Linked DNA regions of Sus scrofa: region 1 is linked to region 2. The links are chromatin contacts, called in public Hi-C maps. All regions are on one chromosome and are shown on one strand. The core of a region is the stretch at or near the end of the contact, and the rest is flanking DNA. Distances in the headings are between cores, read along the strand shown.

Evidence for each region. A called contact is a pair of places that touch in the nucleus more often than the background predicts.
Region 1: a contact with region 2 is called in a Hi-C map of liver, with 9 times the contacts expected there. The contact joins the promoter of XRRA1 here to the promoter of C2CD3 in region 2. A contact is called at or near these places in 1 of 5 promoter capture datasets (liver) and 2 of 47 Hi-C or Micro-C datasets (liver and skeletal muscle).

What each region holds. Positions count from the first base shown.
Region 1 is chr9:9,279,202-9,282,167 of Sscrofa11.1, reverse strand. It overlaps XRRA1 (X-ray radiation resistance-associated protein 1), which reads left to right and starts at 1,475. Exons shown (of 19, transcript XR_002335534.1): 1 at 1,475-1,677. It overlaps SPCS2 (signal peptidase complex subunit 2), which reads right to left and starts at 1,651. Exons shown (of 5, transcript XM_003482563.4): 1 at 1,206-1,651. The coding sequence starts at 1,502.
Region 2 is chr9:8,511,497-8,514,299 of Sscrofa11.1, reverse strand. C2CD3 (C2 domain-containing protein 3) reads left to right here and starts at 1,457. Exons shown (of 34, transcript XM_021062487.1): 1 at 1,457-1,715. The coding sequence starts at 1,661. It overlaps PPME1 (protein phosphatase methylesterase 1), which reads right to left and starts at 1,509. Exons shown (of 15, transcript XM_003357190.5): 1 at 947-1,509. The coding sequence starts at 1,494.

The DNA.
Region 1 (2,966 bases), core at 226-2,725, 770 kb before region 2:
CAAAGCCCAAATCTTATGATTCCCCAAATCCAGGTTCTTCCAATAATGCACCAATGCCGTATACTTTTCAGTAATCACTGCCTTTGAAGACTGTCCACACTTCATGTTTGCCTACCATGTGTTACACACAGAGAAGTCTGAAAGCTGTTTTCAATTAAAGTAAACAATCCTGATTTTTCACTCTATTAAAATAAAGACCCCCTGTGTAACATTCCTTATCAAACTGGCCCAGGGCCCTAAAATGAGAGAATTGGAAGGAACCTTAGGGTGGATGAAGACTAACTCCCTCATTTTACAAATGAGGAAACAAGACACAGGGAAAACAAGCATATTTCAAGGTCACACAGCTAATTAGACGCAGGCCCAGTACTAGGACCCAGATCTCTACACAATTGTTACTTTCAAAATGCTATGCAAAGGGCAGGAAGGGCCTACCCCGAGAAGAAGTTTCCTTTTTTTTTTTTTTTTTTAATTTTTTTTTTTTTAAGCCCTTGTTGCTAAGACTGCATTTAAAAAAGAATAAAGCAAGAAAGAGAGAAACAGAGAAAGACTGGATGGGCGGGGCGGGGGGAGAGAAGAGTGAACAGGCAGCAAGCTCAAGAATCTGATTCACCTAAGGCACTTGGTGGCAGGAAGAGAGGGGAAAGGGTAGGGGGTTGGGTGAAAAAGGCGAGAGAAAAAAGATAAATCTTAAAAGCTTCCTGTCAGCATGTAGGTCAAGTTCAGTATTCGGGGTATCACAACAAAACGCCTAGAAACTTTAGTAAGCAAAAGGCCAAAGGCACTCTAGAATCAGTAGCAAAACTCAAGTGTGGCGGGGAGTTTGGACACCACTGACTTCAAACAGCTGCCTTCATTTAGTCGAGATTCAGCTTTCCCTGTCGGTGAAACGGGCACACTGAACAGTGGCCCCGAGTACCACCGAGGAAAAGCGAGGGCCGCAGGAAATGTGGAAATAATCAAATTATCCTAAGTAGCAGCAGTGGCCGAGGTTAAGGACCAAAAAGGAATGAAGTCCTAAAGAGGAGAGAGCCCGAGTCTGAGGTGCGTAGAGAGCTGAATACAAGGGCCCGTAGGGTCCCCGAGGTGGGCCAAACGAGGACTCCCCTAGAGAAGCCGCATAAGAAAAGGGGGGAGAGGATGGTGGGCTCGCCGCCTCCCAGGAGTCCCCAGGCCTCGGCTGTCCCCAAAATCCGACTCCTCACCTTGTCCAACAAGCCGCTACGGCTACTGCCCGTCCCGCAGCTGGGACCGCCGCCAGCCCCACTACTGCCTCCGCCACCACCGGATCTCCCACCCTGAGCAGCCGCCGCCGCCATCTTTCCTGCCTGTGCGTCTCCCTCCCCTCCTACTTGTCCGAAGCTGATTGGCTGGAACTGGCGGCGTGGCGTGCCGCGCGGAGTACATCGGGACCCGTAGTTCAGGGCTGGCTGACGCGAGGTTGCCAGCGGAAGTGGCCGCGGGGCTTGCTGGGACTTGTAGTAATCAGAAGCTCCAGCCATCGGTTGCCGCCTACTCGGCCAGCCAACGCGTCGCGGTTACTAAGGGTTGGAGAAGGTAGTGGTAAGCGCCACCGTGGAGCTACTCCGAGATCCCCGGGAGGCTCGCCGAGCTGCCCGCCTGACCGGGACGTCGCCCCCGCGGAAACCTCGGAGGCGGAAGCGACGCCGGAGGCAGGTGCGGCTGGAAACTTAGTTTCATATGTAGAGTTTCCCAAAGAAGCGAAGGAGCTTGTCTTTAATCCTTTTCTACCCCTGTTACTGCCCTTACCGGTTCTTTGGTGACTGTCATCTTAGCTGTTAGTATTGTTTTCGTATTTTAGGGAACTCACATTCATTGTCTTCTATCTGCATTTGTAGCCATGCTCTCATTTAGTCCCGTAACAGACCAGTCAGAGGAGGATACTAAGAAACTTAAGGCCAGAGAGCATGTATCAGAACCTAGTTTAGAAGCCGGGTTTTTTTGTTTTGTTTTGTTTTTGTTTTTTACATCAAACCCGTGTTATACTCCCTTTGCCATTGACTGGGGTCCTTGAACCCTCTAATCAATAGAAAATGGTAAGAGGCCAGATGAGAAATTCAGGTGAGGCTTTATTGGGACTCCTGCTTTAATGCTATGGAGCAAAAATAAGAAACAGGTGCTCCCTGAGGGAAGGAGGCAAGCTGGTCCCTTAAATGAGATGAAAGAAGGGGAGGAAGGGATGGCTCAGGTGGTCTGCCTACTGCCTTGGTGGTGCTGGGATTATGCCCAGTACCCTCCTCACTCTTGGCACCTCAGAAGTGGCAGTTGGCTTATGGCCTTTTTGTGTTTTATTGTTCATAATTTGCCTCAACTGTGCTTGCATGCAATTATGTTTTGTTCCTTCTTGTTTCTTTGTATTTTGTTGCTCAAGGCGATGTCTGTCCAGGTGCAGGCACTCCAGTAAAGGATCCCAGATCCCAGCCTAACTCACCTTTGCCACTCTGCTTTTACAGCTTTAGGACACAATAATATTATAGATTTTTATTGCTTTTGTTTACACAAGTATTTGTTGAGCACCAACATCACTGGAAACTGTACCGAGGAATCCTAGGGGATCCTGTCCCCTACTTTCATGGAACTCCTACTCTAATGACCTAGAGTTATCATATAACAGGTCTTAATACACTATGATTTAGTACACTGCATTATTAGTTGTTTGTTTTGTCCCCATGAATTCCTCATATGTGTCCAAATGACTGAACAAATGGAGTACATACTCTGGAGTGGTCACTGTTCTGGTCATGAGGGACAGATCGCTGAGTAACAGGCAAAATACCTGTTTTCATGAAGCCAACACTCATGTGGTCATCATTATTACTAAAGTACTAGGTGCAATTTCTTCACTTCTGTGAAGCAATCCAGTCAGATGCCCCTGTAGCTTTTTGTTCATCTTTTATAATTTATTGTGTTTCAAAACCCAGTTCTAATGTCACTTGCCCTGTGAA
Region 2 (2,803 bases), core at 208-2,707:
TCCCAACCCAGTAAAGGAAGGTTTCCCCTAAAACACTTTAAGTGGCTACACTCCATACTCTGTTAATTGAATCTTATCAGACCCAAACATAGCTTCCATCAGATGTATTAGCCCAGAAAAAATCAATTGCCCAAATCGCCCTCTTTATGCATCCTGGACTTAGCTCTGCAGCCCTGCGTTCCCTAAACCCTGTTCCTAGTCATCTCTCCGTCTGTGGAGCCCCTGGTCAGTCTCTAAGGCCCTCAGCCCTCCTCCCCTTATCCCCGCCCGCACATCTCACCCCAACAGTCTTCTGGAGTGTGTTCTCCATCTTTCCTCTGGCCTGTTCTCCACACTTGCGCGGTACCCCTCAAGAGACCCAATCTCTAAGTCGCCCGCTCACTCCCTGAATCTGCCTCTTACACCTCTAGGAACTCTCTCTAGAACCTTCTGCTCCCTGTTTCTCTCGTCTGCTCCAACCCTGCCTCAGGTGTTCTCGCTTTCCGTCGGCTTTTTCTAACACCTAGTGTTCACAGTCTTCTTACGCCTCCTAATATTTCCCTGGTTCTTCTAATTCCCCTCAACTTTTCTCTGTCATTTCCCATTTCTCTCAGCCCTCCCTGGCAGACTTCCCTCCACCTCTGTCACCGCTCATCTCCCTTTTCTCAAACCTCCTCCACCCCTTCTTCTGGGGGTGCCTCATTACCTCTCTTACACGATCCTCTCAGCCTCTTCAATCTTTGCCTCATTCCCCTCCCTCCAATACTATTTGTCCTCCAATTCCATTGACTTGGCGCCTCCCCTAGTCCCCAGATCCACCTCCTACTTCATCTAAACGTCTCCAGGCCGCCGCCAACATCTTCTCCCCTCCTGAGCCCTCCTGGTCGTGCCGCCCTAAACGCGCAGAGACACCATTCTCCAATGGCCGGGGCCTGGCCTCTAGGGAGAAGGGGTATGGGTCACGTACCCCATTCGCATCTTGGCTCCGCTCTGACTGCCCCCGCTGCCGGGGAGAGGCGGGCGAGAGGGCAGACGGCCGAGGTGCATGCTCTTCTCGAGGGCCGACATGAAGGGGAGGCCGCAGGTAGCCGAACTGTAGCCGAAGCTCCGTCCCACGCTAAGAGCGGCCCAACCGGTCACAGCTCGCTCCCCTAGCGACGCCCTGTAGCCTTTGGACAGCACCCAGCTACCGGCAGCACCGCCCACCGGCTCCGTAGACTCCACCCCCTCGCCTTGCGCTTCCACCGGAAGTGCGCAACAGCACTTCACAAAGGGAGCTGGGTAACGGAGTCTCGGACCCCTCAGACCCCAAGCGGAGAACTTCACGATCCCAGACGGAAAGAGAAGTGCTCCTGAAAGCAATGCACCCTGGGCAATGGAGTCCTCAAAGGGAGTATCCCTTTGCGCCTGCGCAGCTGGAGGAGACCGTCTCCAACCCCGCGAAGGTAGTGTAGCAAAGCATTCTGGGTGTTGTAGTCTCCTGGTCTGAAGGAGTATGCCGCCTTTCTTTCTCATGGCTTCCCGGGGACTGTTAGAGAAAGAGTCGCTTCTTCCTGCCTCCCAGGCTGCCCAGCGGCGCCAGTTGCTGGGGAACGCAAGCGCGGTGGGAAGGGATGGCGGGAGGTTACGGCTTGGGTGCTGTGGCCGGATTTGAGTTGATGAAGAGGAGCTCGGGCTCGCCATGAAACAACGGAAAGCCCAGGGGCCTGGGGCCGGCCGCAGCCGCGGGAAGAGAGGTAACGAAAGGTTGAGGGCAGAGTGGTAGGGCGGAGTTAGGGGAGCAGGGTGCCAGACGTTCTAGGCAGACTCCCCGCCACCCCCACCCCTCCCATACGCACAGCCGCCTGTTTTTTAAAAAGGGGTTGGAGAAGGGAGAATAACCAGGGAATCAGAAGATTGAAAAGACAGGGCGTTTGGCTCTCCTGCGAATGGAAAGGAAATAGTGGCCGAAGTAGGAGGCAAAAATGAGTAAATGAAGTGAGGGTTAAAAGGGGACGCTTCTAGAGGAAGGAAAAAAAAAAAAAATTGTAGGAATGTTTTGCTTTTTACTTTTTAAAAATTGAGATTATAATTGACATATAACATTGTTCGTTTCAGCTGTACAATATAACGATTTGTATATATTTCGAAATGAGTTCGTGTCTAGGTAGCATCATCACCAGACATAGTTACAAATATTTTTTTCCTTCTGAGGAGAGCTTTTAAAATCTACCCTTTAGCAACTTTCAAATAGACAATACACTATAATTAACTGTAGTCACTGTGCTGTATTTAAATCCCCATGATTTAGGAGTGTTTTTGATAAAGTCAGACGTGTGTTGGGGATGGGGGTGGGGAGGGTGTAGTTTTGCAGGCCACATGGGACTGGAAAAAAAATAAGTTGTAGAGGAGAGTATAGCAGTGATCCTAATGGGCAGGGGTCATGTTTAATACGTTGCCGAATCCCCAAGAACTAGCACAAAGCTGGACTCAGTAAATGTTAGTTGAATGACTGAAGGTGAGACGATCATAAAGCATCCAGGGCTACAGCTGGGAGTAGCGAAAGGATAGTTGTGAAGGAAAAGGAAGAAAAGCTGGGGAGTGGTGGGGGTTGCCGGGGTTGTGAGGGCATGAAGTTCTCTGAAGGATTTAAGATGAAAGAGTGTGTAGCAAGAGAACCTTATCAGGTTAGCATGCTCAAGGAGAAGCAAGCTCACCAAGAGACCAGGAAAGTGTTAGCTGCAGCAAGAACAGTCACCCTGGGAACCCAGGACAGATCAGGAAACGAAACTGAATCTCTACAGGGCTGCTTCAAAAAACATATTAAAAAACCAAAACAAAAAAT